Regions from separate parts of the Zea mays genome. Here region 2 is linked to region 1. The links are chromatin contacts, called in public Hi-C maps. All regions are on one chromosome and are shown on one strand. Each heading gives the region's core, a stretch centred on a gene start, on an enhancer-like site or on the middle of the called end of the contact. The rest is flanking DNA. Distances are from core to core; before and after follow the strand shown.

What was found. Hi-C and Micro-C count contacts between places; a contact is called where the count stands out from the background.
Region 2: a Hi-C map of ear shows a contact between it and region 1, with 2.1 times the contacts expected there. The contact joins the promoter of LOC103629464 here to the enhancer-like site in region 1. A contact is called at or near these places in 2 of 25 Hi-C or Micro-C datasets (ear and tassel).

What each region holds. Positions count from the first base shown.
Region 1 is chr6:79,406,546-79,413,142 of Zm-B73-REFERENCE-NAM-5.0, reverse strand. No RefSeq gene overlaps it. Among protein-coding and RNA genes, the nearest start is that of LOC100284930, 25 kb to the left of the region's middle. Within about 2 kb of position 3,457, at least 13 of the 20 cell types and tissues checked have an H3K27ac peak or open chromatin away from gene starts, as enhancers often do. A contact at or near this core is called in ear and tassel, where this site is marked.
Region 2 is chr6:79,504,906-79,511,502 of Zm-B73-REFERENCE-NAM-5.0, reverse strand. LOC103629464 (probable beta-1,3-galactosyltransferase 14) reads right to left here and starts at 3,560. Exons shown (of 1, transcript XM_008650579.4): 1 at 2,619-3,560. The coding sequence starts at 3,208. The coding sequence ends at 2,780.

The DNA.
Region 1 (6,597 bases), core at 2,208-4,707:
TTGGCTCTATAATATTGCTGGGGGAGACTTCAGAGTTATCCCTCAAACCGGCCATTGAGGATGGGTCTATATGTGTTGTCCCCAACGGAGTCACCATAAAGTGTGTTGACACCCTTTTGGACGCCAATCACTATAATGAGAACCGGCGGTGCTGCTCTCTGCATAGGCGTGGATGGTCCACGACCAGGGGTCGTATGGTCCTCGACCTGGCGCAGGGCTTAGGTTCTTTGCCTGACGTGCCGGACGGTAAGCGCCCTAGGGCCGGACGGTCCGCGCTTGCGCAGGGGCGGTGGAGTTCACCAGCGCCGCCTGGATCTCGCTCTCGGGAGGGACCCCGTCGGGGAGGATAGATCCTAGGTATTGTCTAGGCTCGGCAGGACGACCTAGACTCCTCTGATCGACGTAGAGCCGAGGAGAAGCGGAGAATTTGGGGATTGAGAGGCTAAACTAGAACTAACCTAGAACTACTCCTAATGCCTAAGGAAAAAACGAGAGATAAACTAATTATTTATTCGATTGTTGATCCTTAATCGGCTGAAATCCTTTATATTTATAGAGGAGGGGGGCTGGACCCTTTACAAACTAATCTCCCGGGCTATTTCCGCGAATTTAGCTAACAACTGTAGTACAAACTTGGAACCCTAATCAGTTCTGCGCACGTGCGTACCGTCCGCACCATCAGCGCGGACCGTCCGGCCTCAGGGCCGGACCGTTCGCCCGCTTATTTTGGTGCTCAACATGTATCACCAGTTTAGAGCTCTTTTCTACTAATGCACCAGATCTGCTGAAACTTTAATGTTTTATGTATCTGATGTAATCTTTCTTTTGACGCATATGGGTCTTATATAAGTTAATAATATTGTTCATAGATCAACTCTTATATGTGGAGGCCACCCTTCTCAGATCACATACATGCATAGATTGACAAATCTACATCATGTTTTTAATCTCGATCATCACATCTTTACCTTTTGTTTTGAGGTTAGCACGTACGTACATATAATAAGCAACAGAAGAATCAAATGAAGCTTACGGCACCATGACAATTGACAACGAAGTGGTGGTCCATTACTAGCCCTTCATTAATCAACTCCAATAATCCCACAATTGGAATATAATCGCATGAGATTCCATATTCTTATTCTTCCGTTAGTCGTTAATGAGGTAGTAGTAGTACGTACGTACGTACCCTGCGATGATGAGGTGTAGACAAAGAGTAGTGCTCTCCCAAACTAACTAAACTAATTAATCATCATAAGCGCTCTACTAGCTAGATGCTGATTAACAATGAGTATGTACTTAGTAGCCTAATATGATGGGCCTATATAGTAGTTAATCAATGAGCTAGGGCTATATATATGTGTGTATATTTAATTAGGTAGTGCACAGTCAGTGCCCGACAAAGCCATGCTGTGGGGATGATGATGCAGCTAAAGGCAAGCACACACACCACGTACGCGTACGTGCATGCCTGCGTGGGCACATGCATGCAAATGCATTATCCGACGATGTGATAGATGGATCTCGATTCCATGCATGGGGTAGTTAAGTTACACCAGCTAGCTCAGGACCGGAAAGCTGATTAGCGAGCTAGTGGTGGGTCCACGATGACTAACTGTCAGTCGTAGCCCTAACGATGGAATCCTTACGAGCTCTGTCTGAGCTCTTCATCAGCAGAGAGGGCTCACATCACATGCGCGGTTCCGGGGCTGCCTGGCATGCAAGACTGGCCGGCCAGTACGTTAATCATATGCCGCGCGCGCCAATAATCAAAAGCCTACCACCTGTGTGACGGTTTAATCATATCACAACTAGGTGCAACTTTTTATGTATATTATTTCAAAGCAGGGTACAAATATAAACATTATTATAATATACATACATATATTGTGCCAGCAGTGTACATGGAACACATATCATCATTGGTGATGAATTTAGTACGTACCAAGTGAATGATTCTCTTTTTCCTGCAGCAATTTGATGGCTCAATTATATTATCTAGGAATCTCAAAAGGAAATACTATGTGGTCTACGGGCGGACCATACCATCATTGATTGGAGGACTGGCCAGCCTCCGATCCATTAATTAATTAATGTAATCCAGATCTGGAGAGGACGGCCGGGGGCAGTACAGAGCAGAGCATATGGGTACTCCAGAGCGACAGCCAAGGACGTACACGCTATCTAGCTGGAGTATTTAATTTGTTTGTGATTTCCCCCTTCCTCTATCATATCAATGGTTGCTCGGCGTCGGCGTCGTTTTATGCTTGTGCTGGTGATTATTAAGAATAACGAGAAAGGGTTAGAAATGGCTATTTGACGAGGTTGGAGGAGAGGCTGTGATAAAAAGTTGATAAAATTTCGTGAAAGCTGTGACATATATATGATGTTTATAAACCGAAGAATCCTCAAAAAAGTTCCATGATTTTATGTGGAGGCCGACAAGGTAGTAACCACTGTACGTACGACGATATCATGCTCGATAAGTTTCATGATTTTCTAAATTTATTTATTTTTATATGATTCAAAAACAACTGGACTACAAGTCCGTGGTCATGTTTTGTGAACAGAATGTTCAAAATTCCAGTATGTTCTTGATACGACCTCAATAGTATACTTAACAACATGAATAAAATATAGCAAATATTTTAAAAAAACGTGCCAAAATCGAACATGTAATTCCGGTTACTATAGAAACACAACAGAAAAGGTTTGGGGACACGACAAAAAAACTTAAAAACATTGTCTAGTGTTAGAAAATGGCACTAGGCAAAATACTTCTTTGCCGAGTGCCACAATATAACACTTGATACAGAAATATTAACCAGAAAATAAGAAAACAAAAAAAAGGTACAAGGTTTATCAAATGCCTTGACCGTGACACGTACTTAGCAAAGGCACAATACTTTGCCTAATAATGCAACACTAGGCAACGACATAAGACTTCGCCGAGTACAACACTAGGCAAAGTCGTTGTTAATGCTATGTCTGTCGTTATGGTAACTTTTCTTTGCTGAGTGCCAAATCAAAATTAGGAAAATTCAAGTCTTTGACGAGTGTTCGATAAAAAAGGTCTTTACTGATATTTTTTATCGAGAGCTCTTTAATTACCGAGTGTAACACATAGTAAAACCTTTATTGAGTATAAAAAAGACTTTGTCGAGTTCTCCAAACACTCGATAAAGATGGCGAGTCAAGTAGTGTTTCTTTTTCATGTACAAGCCATGTTGTGTAATATGTAAGTATGATGGTGGAGGAAGGGGGCACGACGACCTAGCGAACATGCAAGTCTGCGAGTGAGGTTGCAGCCATGTACATAGGAGTAGCGAGTACGACCTACCCTATACTTTACAGTGTAATAAATGCGCAAGTGAGGCATACATGTACTGTACTGTCGTCGCAGGCAGAATGCATGCATGCATGCAGCTCGATGTGCCCCGGCCGGTGTGGCGTGCACATGCGGGCGCCGGGGAATCCCGAGGCACGCCAGCTTGGACGGGTGTACGGCCGCGCCATCCCACACCTCCTTCCCACTCCACTGGAGCACCATCACGACCGGCCCATCATTTGATGACCAATCTAAAGAAAATAGTAGTAGTACTATGACAGTCGCTGACATCTCGTGCAGCAGCCAGCAGCTCCCTCGCGTCCAACTATTTGCAAGTGGCAGCCAACACACGTCATAATGCTACTAGTCAGTTGGTTAGGCCAAATAATTTGCTCGAACAGATAGATCATATATGCATGATGCATGCAGGGTCATGCATGCGTATGAAATATTCCCTCCGTACGTCCATAAATATATGACACCATTAATTTTTTTAAAAAAACTTTAATCATTTATTTTATTTAAAAATAATGAGTTATGATTTAATTTTTTATGATTTATTTTATTACTTAAAGTAGTTTATATTTGACCTAAAATTTTACATTTTTAATAATATTTTGAATAATACGAGTGGTCCAAATTTTTGAAAAAAAACCAACGGTGTAATATATTTGTGAACGGAGGTAGTAGCTAGCTAGCCAGCCAGCAACACTAGCTGCTCTTATTAGCCGTTGGCTACCTAGTATCATATATACTCTAATGCGAATTTGCATGCATGGTCGTTGAACAACAGCTTATCGATCATGGTGTGGACAGTTTTGCTCATGACGACATGCATGCTATGAATAACCAGCAGCTATGATCTGCACACCTTCATCAGTCCTTGACCACCAATAACTTGTAGATAGATCTATCCAGTCGTCGTACGTGCTGCCGCTGGCTGTGGCTCCCCCCAGCGAGGAGGAGCGAACACTGCAGCGCTGCACGGAGCACAGCACGCGGTTAGTTCCTTCAATGATTGGTTCATATCATGTGCGTGTGGTCAGAGACATCCATGCATGCGCATGCCAACCATGATCCACGCGTAACTTAATGCTTTTATTTCCCATGATTTGCGCTTGATCTCAGAATCATATTGGGAGTTCAAGGTTCAAGGTTGTTAATTTTTGGTTCGTGCGCATATGCATTGGAGAAACATATGTCCGCGCCTTTTTTTTTGCCAAACGTTAAAGATCTCTAGATCCTGTGCTCACGGGCAAGGATGAGGTTGGGAACACTATCGGAATCGCCGGTTTTGCCGAGTGCTGGATTCTTTGCCGAGTGCCTTTTATCGGGCACTCGGCAAAAGAGGCTTTGCTGAGAGCCGCACTTGGTGAAGTCCTGCTCTCGATAACGAGCTTGTTTACCGAGTGCAGGACACTCGACACAGAAAAACTCTCGGCAAAGACATGTTTGCCGAGTGTTAAACACTCGGCAAAGGTGGCGCTCGGCAAAGGACCGTCAGCGGTCGTCCTATAGCTGACGGCCGTCAGCCTTTGCCGAGGGTCGGTACTCGGCAAAGAGGCTTCTTTGCCGAGTGCCAAATATTTGGCACCCGGCAAAGAACTCTTTACCGAGTGTCTTCTCTGGACACTCGGCAAATCATATTTTTATTTTTTAGATTTTGTCCACCAAACTTTTTGTGTTATGTTCTTACACTATGTAGACCTACATGTATCATTTGTGGACAATTATAACAGAGTTTTCAATCGTTAGTACACATTGAAACTCTATGATTTCATGTGTGGATCTCTTAGGTTTCTACACATAGTGCGTCACAGTTTTCTCGAAACCTTTTCAGATTTTTATCACAACCTCTACATATGATATCATGACACGTGGACAAGTTTCATGATTTTCTGACTTTGTTTGTGTTTTATACATTTTTAAACATGTGGATGACAAGTTCACGGCCATGTTTAGTGAGCATATTGCTCGAAGTTTCCGGTCCGCTCCTGGAATCGGTCGTAACGTGTGCTAAATAACATGTGTATTATTTTTGCATGCACAATTCTCCAAGTTTCTAGTAACTTGCAGTTCAAAACTAAATTTTCCGAAGAAATTCAAATAAACGAACTAATTCTACTAGCTATTGAAAACAATGTTATAATTGTCCCAAAATGGTACATGAAGGTCTACTTAGTGTAGGAACCTACCATAAAAAGTTTGGTGGCTAAAATAAAACAAACAAAAATATGATTTGCCGAGTGTCCACAGAAGGCACTCGGTAAAGACTTTCTTTGCCGAGTGCCAACTATATGGCACTCGACAAAGAGGGTCTTTACCGAGTGCCTTCTGTGGACATTCAGTAAAGAATCTAGAACACATCTTTGCCGAGTGTCTATCAGTTAACACTCGGCAAAGATGTCTTCGCCGAGTGCCTGCGATCTGGCACTCGGCAAAGAATATTTTAAAATTAAAAAACTTTGCCGAGTGCTAGATCGCGGGCACTCGACAAAGATTAAAAATATACCAGCCGCCAGGGATCCTTTCTCCTTCTTCCTCCCCTCTCACTCTCTGTCACTCTCTCTACCGCGCCACCCCGCGCCCCTCGCCGCCTCACCCCGCGCCGCCGCGCCTCTCCCCTACGCCGCCGCGCCCCACTGCCCGCCTCTCCCCTACGCCGCCGCGCCCCGCTGCCCGCCTCGCTGCACTGCCCACCTAGAGGCCTTAGTCGCCACGCCCCTACACCGTCGTCCCGTCGCACCCTTCGCCGCGGTGCACCATCCACGCTGAGCACAAGGTACAAACTCATTTTGAGCTTTTTGTTGCTAAATATTATGAAATAGAGGTTTGCTTGTTGTGAAATAGAGTTAGATATTTTTTGTGTGTGATTGTGTATTGTGAAATAGAGGGAAAATAATTATTTTTAGTGGTTACTTTGAGATGCATTAGAAAGTCATAGAGTATACATGCGTGAATACATAGGTTGACATAGATATATGATGTCTAATGCATTGCATATGTGTGTATATATGATGTCCAATGCATTGCATAGGCCATCGTGCCGTTGAATTATACGTGTATGTCAGCCATCGTGCTGATAGTTTTATTTGCAGGATTTCGAAACCTCCCCGTGCAGGGGAGGTGCTGCCGAAATTTTCTTTTGCTAGGCTTCTGTTAGAGGATGGAGGACCGTGAGTGGATGTACACGGGCCGTAGAGGAAAGAATGATGTCACCCCTGTCGAGGACCATAATTAGGGGTACCCCCAAGACTCCTAATCTCAGC
Region 2 (6,597 bases), core at 2,311-4,810, 98 kb before region 1:
CCAGAGACGCTATCAGATTTTCAACTGATATCTCCTGTCTCGTATGTTTCAGAGATGTGGCGAAGTTCCTCCATGTAGAAGGCAACTTTGCAATAATGCACCTAGCCACAAATCGGTCAGGAAGGACTATCTTAAGGTGGTCGAGCTCCTTGGCTATACACTGTATTTCATGAGCTTGCTCTACAATAGAGCGATTATCAACCATCTTATAATCATGAAAGCTCTCCATGATATACAGGCCACTGCCAGCATCTGATGCACCATACTTAGTAGTAAGTGCATCCCACAACTCTTTCCCGTCTGTGTACTGAATATTCGCATCAACCAGACGGTCAACAAGGGCGCTAAGAACGGCTCCCGTAAAGATAGTATTGGCATGGTCGTACTCTTTCTCCTGTTCAGGAGTCAGTGGATCTCCGCTCCTGTGCACCGCAATTATTAATGGATGGCTGCCTGCTATGCTGCCTCCAGCCTTTTTTACCTTCTCTCCTCGGCTCACGGCTCCATCGGCTCAGCGTTCGGTTGCATTGCCTCCATTGCTAGTGTGGGACTGTGGGTAGGAACAGCGATAGGATGCTTAGGGCGTGTTTGTGACCCTGTCCCTAGCCAACTCGGCCCCGTTCAACTGGTCCAGGCTGAGACTAGCCTATCCCGGCTACTGCAACTCACTTTGTTTGCGCACTTGTACCATATGAGCCTGGCTCAGACGAGCTGGTGTTTGTCACCCAATATGCAGCCGGGCTAAAAGACTAAAACTACCTAAACGCGGAATCCTTGCGCCACGAGCAGCCAGGCTCCCAAGAAACGGACCTTGAGCTCGTTTCTGTGGAGCCAGGCTGAGAGGCTAAATTTGCACGCGCACAGCCTGGCTCCCGAGCAAGCCACGCGACGCAAACACGGGAGCTGCAGCCCGGGAGCACAGCCAGGCTGCTGGGCCATGGCGGCAAACACGCCCTTAGACCCTCTCGGGACGTAGGATTATAGATGTTGCAAAGTGAAATTTAAAATGAGGAATAAGATAAGAAATCTGCTAGAGATAACTTTAGGCCACGTTTTTAGTTTGTCTACTTGTATAAACTTTAGATTTAAAGCTCTAACAAATTATTGCGCTTTAGTTTATTTTTTTCTAAAATTGGAGCACGAGTGGGACTTAAGTTTAAAACTGACTTTAGACCATTTATTTGTAGTGTTAATTATACTTCTTCCATCCCATAAAATAAGGCGTGCATATGTTTTAGAAAGTCGATGTCTTCAAACTTTGGCCAACAATTCAGCAAAAAAACATATGTTTTTAGTGTATACATGTTATATACTTGAATTTGTATTCAAAAATAGTTTAATATATGATGCTTAGTCTATATTTGTTGATGTCATATTTTAAAAGAAATTAATGGTCAAAGTTTCACTCAAAAGACTTTGTCAAAAAAATATGTCTTATTTTATAGGAAGGAGGAAGTATAACAGAATCGCTAGAGGTGGACACTTTAATACCTCATCGGGACATGTACAACCTATACACTATGTCCCGGTTTTCCAAGCCCTAGATACACTAACAGTGTGATTGGTTGGCTGCACACATCCATCCAGACTCTCTAGATGCATTGACCAAGGGACAACTCCTGTTTGCTTGCCTGCGCATGCGACGTTAAGCCTGCACCCGCAGCTGCAGCGTTTGCCAAAATCAATTCTCCAGGTTGCATGCGTAGGTACGCATGATTGTTACATTTCCAGCGAGCCATGCTCACACCACTCAGGCCACATTTGGCCACCCAACCAATCATATTGTAAAGGAACTAGTCCATACAATTTAATACATTTAAGCATTGTATTTTATTAGCTAGAAACCTACGAGACACGCTTATTTATGTTGAACGTATATTGACCAAAATAAGTATCTTATATTTTTTGCATTTATCCTATTAGATATCCTTTAAGATACATATCATTTATTGTTGATTGTACATTATTTAAAAAAAATTCGACATCGATAAGAAACTGATCTTTAGCGGTTGTAATCACTAATCAATAGTATTTAATCGATAAAGTTATATTTTTGTCCTATATACTCAATTTATTCTTTTTTTATTTGTTACGTTTTAATTTAAAAATAACTAGCGGACATACTACTTTGCGTACTTACGTGCACTAACTACAGGAGGGTCGATCGGAGGAGGGCAAGTTCAGAGTGGCGCCGCGTGCAGGGGTGGCTAGACTGTGTTCAACTGTTTCTCCTAAATTCTCCTCTTATATCCCACTCATGTGTCACGTTAACGTTCTTTTTCCTCCTATATCTCCATGCTCTACAGCGGTTCCCCCTATATCAAACCTCTATATCCCACCACACCAATATTTTATACTTTCATCATCAACTAACTCAACTATCTAATATTTGTTTTATTTTTATTTGGTCTATGAACAGTGTGCGTCCGTAACTTAGTACACAATTAATTAGCAAACTTCATAATTAGTATAAATACGTTAGTCAAAAATCGTTGGAATTATATGTTTTATCCACATTGACCAATACAGTAATTCATTTAGAGGTAGATCATCGGTATTTGTTATTTTGGAGATGCGATCTCTGAAAACAGGTTGGCAGAATATTGAACATCTAGATATAAGAAATATCAAACCAACTCCCATATTAAGTTTGCAACCAGTCTCACCATATATTATACTACTACTATGAGAGGAGCAGTAGGCTAGAAGCAACGAAATACATCGACAGTTCGAACTCTAAAAGTCCAGCTAGATCTTGACCGGCACAAGCAAAAACGAACTAACAAGCCGTGATACCAGCGACTGCCCGAAGTAGACCCTGGCGATCCGCGGGTAGCCATGTCTGGCGCAGCGCGCGGCGGCGGCCGATGGAGCCGAACCCGGTGAAGATCCCGACGAAGGCCATGACCTTGTGGCGGCCGCGCGATCCAGTGGCGAGCGAGGCCGGGAGCTCCGCGGAGCCCGATGCGGAGCCATCCCCTGGGCTGCGGTCCCACGCGATTGAGACGGAGAGCGGGCGCGAGGAATCGGGGCAGCGGCTGTGAGTGACGGACGGGGAGCGCGAGAGGGCGAGCACGGTGGCGAGGAAGCCGGCGAGGCCGAAGAGGAGGCAGGCCGCGGAGAAGGCCGGCATCGAGAGCAGCCGGCGCAGCGACCTAGAGCGACGCGAGGTGGAGGAGGCGAAGAAGACCTTGGGCGATCCCAGCATGGCGGGGGGCGGGCGGGCGGGCCGACCGGCTGGTCCTCCCCGCGCGTGTTGCCGTCACGACTGGGAGGGTGAAATCAGCGTCTCGTGCATCCTACGGCCACCCGCTTTCCCCGTTTTGTCCTTTTGAAACTGTCGTCGCCGAACGGGAAGGTTCCGGACGCCGGCGCGCAGGGAAGAAGCCAACGAACAACGTCGGGTAGCGTTCCCCTTCATCTGGCGTGAGAGGGAGTGCTGCTGCTGGATAGAGGAGAGGAGAGGGGGCGCTGTTGCAGTAGATAGGGGTCTACTGTATCTGCTAAAAGATCTACAGTAATAAAGGAGGAGGACGCTCGCGACAACCGTTGAAGACAGTCTAACGAAGGGCATGCAACAACGGGCCCGAACGAGCTCCGATCCTCTCCCGCTCTGCCTCTGCGCTGCACGCATGAATGCTGATGCTGCCCAGTTCGCTCTTCATCAGCCTGGCAACTAGCAATAAAGCGACCGAGCCGGCGAGTCGGAACTCGGAACCAAACAAAAGTGCACGGCCGGCCGGGGCCCACGGCTCCTCTCCCAACCTCCCATGGGGAAGGGCCCACGCGAGCGAAGTGAGAGAGGAGGAGGAAGACAGGGATGGCCCACCAGTCTGGCCGTGCGCCTCGCTTTGCCGCCGCTTTTCCTGACACACACAGAGTACCCGCCGCGGCCATTGCTTCATTCTCATCAATCCTGCCGCGACGCTGCTCGAGACAAACTACTCCTTCTATTCCTCATCCATTATCAATCAAAATACAAGTAGTTTAAAACAGCGATATTATCTCTAAAATATAACTTTAACTAATATTCTTTTATTAAAATATAAATAAATTCTTGATATATTTATAATTCTACAAAAGTACTTTTTAAGATAAATCTATACATATGACTATTAAATTTCAAAATTAGTAACAAAGCTAATATTAATAAACAAAGATTTATACGTTTGACTCAAAGCTTGTTTAAAACGATTTATTTTTTAATACTGGAGGAAGTATACTGCATGCACTATGCAGTAGTATATTTCTATTACATTTTAGGTGCGGAAACGAGCTGAGTAAGTTTGGCTCGCTTCTCTAGCATCAATAATATATGTTAATTATAATTTTATGTAACAAATTATTATTGGATCGAGCCATAATCCACTCGCTCTTTCCTTGAGTCAAAAAAATAAGTTAGCTCGGACTCGTTCTAAACACCGAGCTGAACCTAAACTGGCTCGTCGAGCTCTATTCCATTTCATTTCCACGCCATTTCTTTCATCTCCTCCCCTCCGGCCCTCCCAGGTCTGGAGGAATTATTGGGCGGACCCATGCCTGCCTCCTAGGACCTCCATCCGTGTTGGTTCACTCCCGTGCATGGGAACCTTGCATTGATGCGCTCGATGATTGAGAGCTGATCCGAGCTCTAATTTGTTCGTCTAATTTAATTTCTCTCCCTCTCAATAATAGATTAGGTGTTGGATTAATGTGGGTCTAACCAAAATTAATATTTAATAATAGTCAATGTTAAAGGGTCACTTCAATGCTTCGGTATACTAATAATTTAGTATTATACTGTAAGTTAAAGAGATAAATCAATTAACTTAAATAGATGAACCATTAGTATATCTATTGAGAAGTTGAGAAAAGAACGAAGGACTGCCACACGCACGCACTGCCGGTTGGGTCGTGGCTCGTGGTAGATCGGACCTTGGTTCGAATATTCTTTACTAACGGTTGCACATTTTGCCTGAAGTAATGGTCGTTTGTTTCCAGTGTTATCAGCTAGTAATGGGTGGCTTTTATGGCACATCGGTTTCTGGCTGTGTAACGGGCCGTGGCTCGTGGTAGATGCAGGAGGAGGGGGTGGGGTTGTGTTTGAATAATGGCGTACTAGTAAGGGCATGTACAGTGGAGAGACACCAAAACGATTCTCCAAATACAGGAGACAATTAAGAGACTCTATTGTACAATGAAGTGTCTATAAACGTAGTCTATTAATAAATACAGAATTAAATGTATTTGTATAGCATCAGATCGATAGAACAGACGACAAATTCGTACAGTGGGAAGTGAGGCGTCTGTTGCTACTTGGTTTACGAGCCAGAGGCGTCTCTTCACGGAGAGACGGCTCTAAGATTTTTTTTGCAAATAACCCCCTTAAACACCTTAAGAGCCTTCACATTAAACACCACTGTACATGCCCATCTTTTATCTAGAGTGACATTCAAGTCCCCTAGATATTGTTGTCGGGTCAAGTGTCTCTTCATTTTGGTCCGCTGTTTTTGTTTAGGGGTAGGATCAGTTTTTTAGACGCCACTTGTCACACACAGGCTAAGCTACCGAAGTATGAATCTGCTGGTTTTTTTATCATAGATATATATCTTAGCTGAGACGTACGTGACCGTTGCGAATGGACAAATTGTTTAACCAAATTTATATGATATAAAATAATGATACCAAATGTCATTGTTGGTTAGCTATTACACGGGCACGCCACACTCACTGGCAAGGGAGGGCAGCTCCAGCTGGAGGTCACGTGTGGCGCGAACCAATCATGCGACGGTCTGGTCCTCGGCGTCGAAGCTGAGTCTGGATCCCGTCCTCCCACGACGCACCCTGGGCTTCGGGCCCACCAGTACGAGGCACCCCGGGAACCCGACTACTCCCCATGTGCCGCCCTCGTGGATATAAAGATCCCTAGCTATCAAGTGTAGTAAAGGATTCCTTAACTAAGTAAAATAAGAATAAAATAAAAGAAGTACATGATATGAGAACCTATCTCTATTTATAGATATAAACTATGTCTTCAGGTATATGGATCATGTCTCTTGCTTAGAAAGTCACTCAAGCAATTATATCATATTTTTCTTGATTGTTTCAATCCATACAGTGATTTCTTAAGCTTAATACTGATAATGCTCTATTTTTCTCATCTCGATTTGGGACTGGGATACCTTCCGGTATTTTCATATAGATGTTTGTATCCAGGTTTCTATAGAGATAAGCTGTTACAACATCCATTGGTTTTATTTTTAAATTTAAGTTCACTACCAACGAGATCAAATAACTAAAGGTAATTCCTCCCATGAATAGAGAGTAAGTTTCTTCATAATCAACTCCAGGACGTTGAGTGAAACCTTGAACGACTAGCCTTTCTTTGTACCTTGATATTTCATTATTTTTATTTCTCTTTCGTACAAACACCCACTTATAACCTACAGGGTGTATGGGGGTGGTGTGCAGCTTACGGGCCCAACCACCTCTCTTTTGTCTAGAGAAATTAATTCCGCGGTAATTTCCTTTTTCCATTCTTCTGAATCTGGTCTTTTCTTGCATTCTGTGAGAGATGCCGGTTCTGGGTCATGATCCATGATTGAGGCTACTTTCTTT